Linked DNA regions of Danio rerio: region 1 is linked to region 2. A link is a contact called in public Hi-C data. All regions are on one chromosome and are shown on one strand. Each heading gives the region's core, a stretch centred on a gene start, on an enhancer-like site or on the middle of the called end of the contact. The rest is flanking DNA. Distances are from core to core; before and after follow the strand shown. Region 1 overlaps etv4 (ETS variant transcription factor 4). Region 2 holds the start of meox1 (mesenchyme homeobox 1).

Region 1 (3,361 bases), core at 99-2,598, 110 kb before region 2:
ATGCTTTTTCTCAAAGCCACTTAATTGGTAGAATTTTTTTTCCTTTATTCAAAAATAATTGAAAAAATATTTTAAATCTGGGTCAAGAGTCAAGACAGGCCAAACTTTCTTGGTCCACATATCCATTATTAGCATTTGGGCCTAATACTATATTTGATATCTGGCCCAAGTATTTTGTGCTGCCTTAAAGACGTGCCACCTCTGCCAAAAGACTGCCCGATGAATGCTTGCTGTGCCACCTTTATGCCAAATCTGGGCCAGAATTCTTTGCCACCTGGATAAACACTGTCACAATCAGTATATTTCTCACTCATTTATTACTGTTCCATTTCCAAACAGGTTAAATACTTTTGCCATTTTTTTATATTATAGGTTTAGCTTGTCCATTTGCTTAGAAGACATTTTTTCAAATGCAGCCCCTCCAGCAAGTACTATTGCCCATTCTTGAAGGGAAGGTGTATCTTTTGATTTTCAGCTCCTAAGAATTGTTTGTCTGCCAATTAGTAAACTGGTTTGGTTCCTGGATTTTATGTTTTTTCATTTATTTCATTGTCTGTCCAACCACCTAGTATAGACAGTGTAGGACATGTCGAAATATGAACATTTAAAACCAAGCAAATGTGTTCATGAACTCCATTTTAACATTTCAAACAATTTCTTAATCCTCCTGACACAAAACAGTAATGCACATGACACATGTTATTGTGTTATTACTGCAATTACAACTCTTTGATTAAAATAATGTGAAATTATTTTGATCTGGATTATATTTAATTTAGATAATATTATTATATTTGAATTATAATTATATTTGAATAGTTTTTTTTAAATAATTTCTTTCTTTTTTTACATAAATGATTCTAGTCTTTATATTTGAAGTATATGGGACCCCAAATATAGAGTAATGTAAATCTCAATCAGAGAGTTTAAAAAACAAGTGTTGAAGACCAAGAAATTAGAATAAAGCAATACCTTTTGCATAATTCCCTTCTCATAATAGTAACGCAAAGAGCGACTCAGTTTGTCATAGTTCATGGCTGGGCGGTTCTTCTGCATCCCCCAGAGTCTTGCCACCTAAAGTATGAAAAAAAGACAGTTCAAATCATAAGAGCAAGCAAGGACCGTATTGCAATGACATAATCTAAACACAAGAGGTCCCTGCTGACTGTACGACATCTAAACTATGAGAAGGAAGGGCGAGTCCCCACAAAAAATGTTTGTTCCCTTTTATATAACCAAATCACCATTAAACGCTGACCAAAAATCCCACACTATGAACAGGGCAAAATGCTAGTTGTCATACCTAGAGGAAATACTTCATTTTGAAGTTTCAACAAAAACTTCAAGGTTCAACTTGAGGGCCCTTGAAAAAACAAAACAAAACAAAACTGTTGCTCCATCTCGAGTCAGTATAGTTGTGGGTCTCCTGACATTTGAGGAACAGACTGTTTGTTTTGACTTCGACAGAGATCTAATCGCAATAGTAAAACTTTGGTTGTAATGAATGATTCATGCGTACAGTTGTGCAGAACTGATGGATGCATCTCTGCATGATCGTTTGCTGAGTCATGCCATTTAGCCGTCTACTGACCACAGACAATAGGAGGTTAACGCTCTTGTCTCGACCACTGCGGTGTGCTTAGACTCCGGCAAAATGGAAGGTTGTAATATTTGGTAATGGAGCCATTCTCCATTTTATTTCACTATGCTGTTAAGTGGGGTAAATAATGCATGGCAGCTAATGGAAAACTGGCATTGTGTTGATGTGTTCTTGGACCCTAGGGACTGATGAGCTGATCACGAGCAAATCTCTGAAACCCATTGTTTATTCTCTCTGTAGTTTGTGAAAGCTGAATAAATGCCACATCGAGCTGATCTGATTTTCATAACATCCTCTTAGTCTTTCGACTGATCCATTGGCATTGCTGTTTTTTGGTTAAAAACCATATTCTGCTTCCTGGGAACTTTTTAAAGTCTAATGTTTACCTCCTCTGGCTCAATGAGTTTGAATTCCATGCCACGGCCCGTCCATGCGATGAAGTGGGCATTGCTGGGGTCATCAAGAAGGGCAACCAAGAACTGCCATAGTTGAAGTGAGCCACGACGCTGATAGGGGGCACCTTCACGAAACACACTGCCCCCTTCTTGTTTCACCTCACCTAAGCACAGCAAAAGAGATCATACATTAGTTCACCTTTATTACACGTCTCTCTGAAATGCTAGATGCTGATTGGTCAAATATAATGACATTCCAAGGTATGCCATTCTCAGATAACTAATAACTAGTTGAAGGCTCAACGATAAAGACTGTCCGATGGCCCTGGGCCAGCATGAGAGACGCTCTGAACAGTAGACAGAATCGTTACTGGGCTGATCGGGCCAGTGCTGCCTTGTCACTAAAGTTTAATTCGCCTGTGACTACTTGTCGATTGCGTACAAATAAAAAAAATTAAGGAACAGTTTGTGCTTTTAAACCTTTAAATGCTACCTTCTCTGTGAAACACCGTATTGCTTTTCATTTCCTCTTATCTGATTGGAAGTTGTGAGCATGTTATTTTTTCGTAAGCTGGTAACAACCAGTACAGCAAAATGATGGCAACATGGCTGCAACATCAAATGATAAGTGTAACGTCTGTTTCTAATGTCTTGGGTACAACACAACGAAAAAAAGGAAGTGATGTTTTGAACAGTTTGCCATCAGTTTGGTTGTTCAGCCACCTTTTGTTTTGCAATAAAATACCTACACATTTTTCATACTGCTATTTTTGTTTGCATAACACTGTGAATTTTGCTCATTACACATTTATTAACATTAACATAAAACAGAGTGCTCATTCAGTGGAAATAAAGAAGAAATTAATATTAACAATTTGCTTACATTTTTAGTCATAGAAAAATTATTTGTTAAATCAGTTACTAGTACATAGTTTATCCATAATTATTATCATAATCATGCACAGTTGAGCTGGCGATAGGGCCACAATGTGAACCAAATATGTGATTTCACTAAAGCTTATAGATGTTTAGGAGTTGATCTGAAGTCACAAATATTCATAATGGAGTTTAAACTTTAAAGACCACAATGAAAATCCTAAAATAAAACAAAAATGTTGAAAAAATAATCTCTCTAAACTAAGAAACATTTCAAAATCTACAATCTTTTCAGGTCACTAATCAAATAAGCAAATTCGTGATGTTGATCATGTGAAGTTAGTCAGATGTTCTCACTTTTGCTGAAGCACAAGATTCTCTTTGGATTGCTCTCAAATCATGCAGAAAAACATGATTGTCAGATTTTTCACCAAATTGTGGAGTTAACACAGCTCAGGTGCTCGAGAACAAAGCAAATGCTTAATAACAA
Region 2 (3,313 bases), core at 64-2,563:
CACTTACCCTCATATCATTCAAAAGCTTTATTATTATTATTATTATTATTATATATACCATTATTAGTATTATTATTATTATCATTATTATTAATTCATTAATTCATTTTCTTTTCAGCTTAGTCCCTTTATTAATTAGGGGTCAACACAGCGAAATGAATCACCAACTTACCCAGCACATGTTTTACACAGTGGATGCCCTTAAAACTATTATTATTATTTGATTTTATTATTATTATTATTATTATTATTATTATTATTATTATTATTATTATTATTATTATTATTGTGAAACACACATACTTAAAATTAAAATCACTAGGACCCCATTGACTTTAAATATATAGAGAAATATTAATGACTGATAGAATTGAGTGCTCTGCAAAAAAAAAAAATATCATTCAGGTTTGAAATGACATCAATCTTTTTGAATAAACATTGACCATTCTCACTATAACCTCAGCAAGGATGTTCTCAACCAGATCTACTCAAACCAACTAATGTTATTTTTGATATCAAGTAACTTGCACATTTCTCAAAAAAAAAAAAAAACAACCACATGACTATGACTGAATACCTCCAGTCATCATATCTCATTTGTTCTTGCCTACAGTGACTCACCTGTGACTTCTCTTTTCCGCTTGGAGCTTTTTTTTTCAGTGTCGACTGCAGGCACACTTTGAGGTGAATAGTCTCCCTCGAGACACCCAGTGACTGCTCCAGCCAGCCTGTCTCCCCCTGCACTGTCCATTTCAGCTCCCACTGCCTCAGCCGCCCCCTGGCACGGCTCTTGCCCTCTGCCTCTGGGCTCGCATGGAGAGAACTGCCACTCTGTCCTCTGGTACCCGCTGTGCGTCTCCGGATAGAGTCTGTCCTCCCGAGGGTACGCATGTGGCGCTGGCACCAGGCAGGAGCTGGAGAAGTCTGTGTAGGCCAGGAAGTCATGCTTCTGGTGCAGAGCAAACGGGGCCTGCTGGTAAGGCTGAATCCCGGCTCCGGAGCCACCTGAATGAGGACTCCTGACGCATCCCCATAAAGCGCCACCCGTATGAGGGCTCCGCATGCAACTGCTGGCTGACTGTTCCATACTGAAGAATTAGTGGAGTCCTTAAGGATGCAGCTTGTTGGGAAATATCCACTTCAGCATGTGCCTCCTTTGCAGAACAACTAGGAAATCAAAGACCTTCCTGATGCGGCCTTTCCTTGGCATAACACATCAGCTCTCAGTCTCTCATTTGGTGTGCAGGCTGACCCACTACATCCACTCGCAGCTCTACACACTCTTTTCACAGCTCGGAGACATTCCTGACAAGCGATCCCTCCTCCTTTTTAAACGCTTAGGTGGGAAAGAGTAGCAAGTTTATGGAGTGTAACGTGAGCTTGCAGAGGAGGAGTCCTGGGTTCCACATGTTGGTGCCCCCCAAAACCCAGCCCTGCCTCATATACTATTAATCATGGGGGATTTTATATGCACATCTAATGGGATTTCCAGGTGCTGGCTTTTTAAAGGAACATTGTCTGTAAAATATCAAATGAACACCCACACAGGAAAGTTGACCGGATTCTCTTTTTCTGCATCTATATCCCCAGAACACTTATTTTCACTTTTTTTTCAATGGTTTTATTTATTTTTTTTTGGGGGGGAATTTGCTCGTTTTTAGTTGTGCCTTTCTTTTACGCTGGTGCTCTGCGGTTTGTGTTATGGATGTGTGGAGTGGAGTTTCTCTCACACTTGTTAGAAAGGCCTGATTTAAGTAGTGATTTCTTCCACACCTCTTGCGCACACAAGCTCTATAGGGGAACAAACACACAAACATGCTCTAATTTGTTTTGACACCAGATTAGTTTAAATACTCATTAGCATCTTAATTGATTAAATAATTCATAAGAAATATGTCTTATTTTACAAACAAATGTATACCAACAATTACAGTGTTGCACATACACTGTAAAACCCAAAAAGAAAAGGTAACTCAAATTATTTGAGGAAACTGATTGCAACAAACCCTAAGTTCAAAAACTAATACTAATTTGAGTAAATTAAGCAATTTGAGCACAGTAAAACCCAATAAATGAAGAGAACTCAAACAAACCGAGCACTGTAAAACCCAACCAATTAAGTCAAACCATTTGCCAATGCCAAACTCAAACCATTTGAGGAAACCGATTGCAACAAACCATTTGAGTTAATAAACTAATCTATATGAGTACTGTGAACTTGCTCCATTAAAGTTGAAGTAATGAGGTATTTAATTAACTCATTACCTTCAACACTGAGTTCAAAACTCTTTTCAAATAAGTACAATTGACTCAGTAAATTGACTATACTCATTTCATTTGATGAAGTTGACTGTTGGGTTTTACAGTGTAGCAGTGTGTTGTGTACAGATTTATTATATGTTTTATAAAATGTAGTTTGAATAAATGTACAGTTTGGGGTTAGTCATTTATATTTTTAATTTATTAACTTGTATTTATTTGTATTTTCTTAATATAAATCTATGAGTTGTTTTATTCTCTCCCCGGAAACTTGCTTGAAAATACAGTGAAATCAGTACAATTGTGAGATATTACAATTTAAAATAGCACTTTTATATTTTTTTCTGTAATTGATTGACTATAATTGACTAATTTTAGAATCTTTAGAATTATTTGATGAACAAAGTTCAAAACAGCATTGTTTAGCTCATTTCAAAAACAAACACTGCTGCACTGTAAAACCCAGTAAGTTAGAGGAACTCAAACCGTTTGAGGAAATCGATTGCAACAAACCATTTAAGTTAAAAAAAACTAATCCTAATGAGTACCTTGAAGTTAATTCACTTGAGTAAACAAAGCAATATGAGCACTGTAAAAGCCAATAAATGAAGAGAACTCAAACCAATTACATTCTGTAAAACCCAATAAGTTAAGGCAACTCAAACCGTTTGAGGAAACCGATTGCTACAAACCATTTGAGTTTAAAATCTAATATATATGAGTACTATGAACTTACTCAAATTGAAGTAATGATATAATTAAAAGTGTTGATTGAGCATTAATGATGTACGCCTGCTGTTAACAAGCACAATCACTTAAGAGAAACACAAAACAACTGTTGTATATTATTAATGCTCAATCAACACATACTAAACCACTTAATGAACTCATTGCCTTCAACACAGCTCAAAACTCTTTTCAAATGAGTAGTATTAACTTTCAGTAAATTTTGAGTTAACTACACTCATTTCATTTTATAAAGTTGACTGTTGGGTTTTAACTCATGTTATGAACCAATTTCCAAAAATATTGTTATTGCAATGACACAGTTTTT

What was found. A called contact is a pair of places that touch in the nucleus more often than the background predicts.
Region 1: a Hi-C map of an unstated tissue shows a contact between it and region 2, with 5 times the contacts expected there. The contact joins the enhancer-like site here to the promoter of meox1 in region 2. A contact is called at or near these places in 3 of 18 Hi-C or Micro-C datasets (caudal fin, hematopoietic stem cells and an unstated tissue).

The regions. Positions count from the first base shown.
Region 1 is chr12:29,412,553-29,415,913 of GRCz12tu, reverse strand. etv4 (ETS variant transcription factor 4) reads right to left here. Exons shown (of 12, transcript NM_131425.2): 10 at 1,987-2,159; 11 at 973-1,074. All of the region lies in intron 1 of LOC141376814 (a long non-coding RNA gene), which reads left to right. Among named protein-coding and RNA genes, the nearest start is that of dhx8, 25 kb to the left of the region's middle. Within about 2 kb of position 1,348, at least 8 of the 62 cell types and tissues checked have an H3K27ac peak or open chromatin away from gene starts, as enhancers often do. A contact at or near this core is called in caudal fin, where this site is marked.
Region 2 is chr12:29,302,840-29,306,152 of GRCz12tu, reverse strand. meox1 (mesenchyme homeobox 1) reads right to left here and starts at 1,313. Exons shown (of 3, transcript NM_001002450.2): 1 at 622-1,313. The coding sequence starts at 1,087.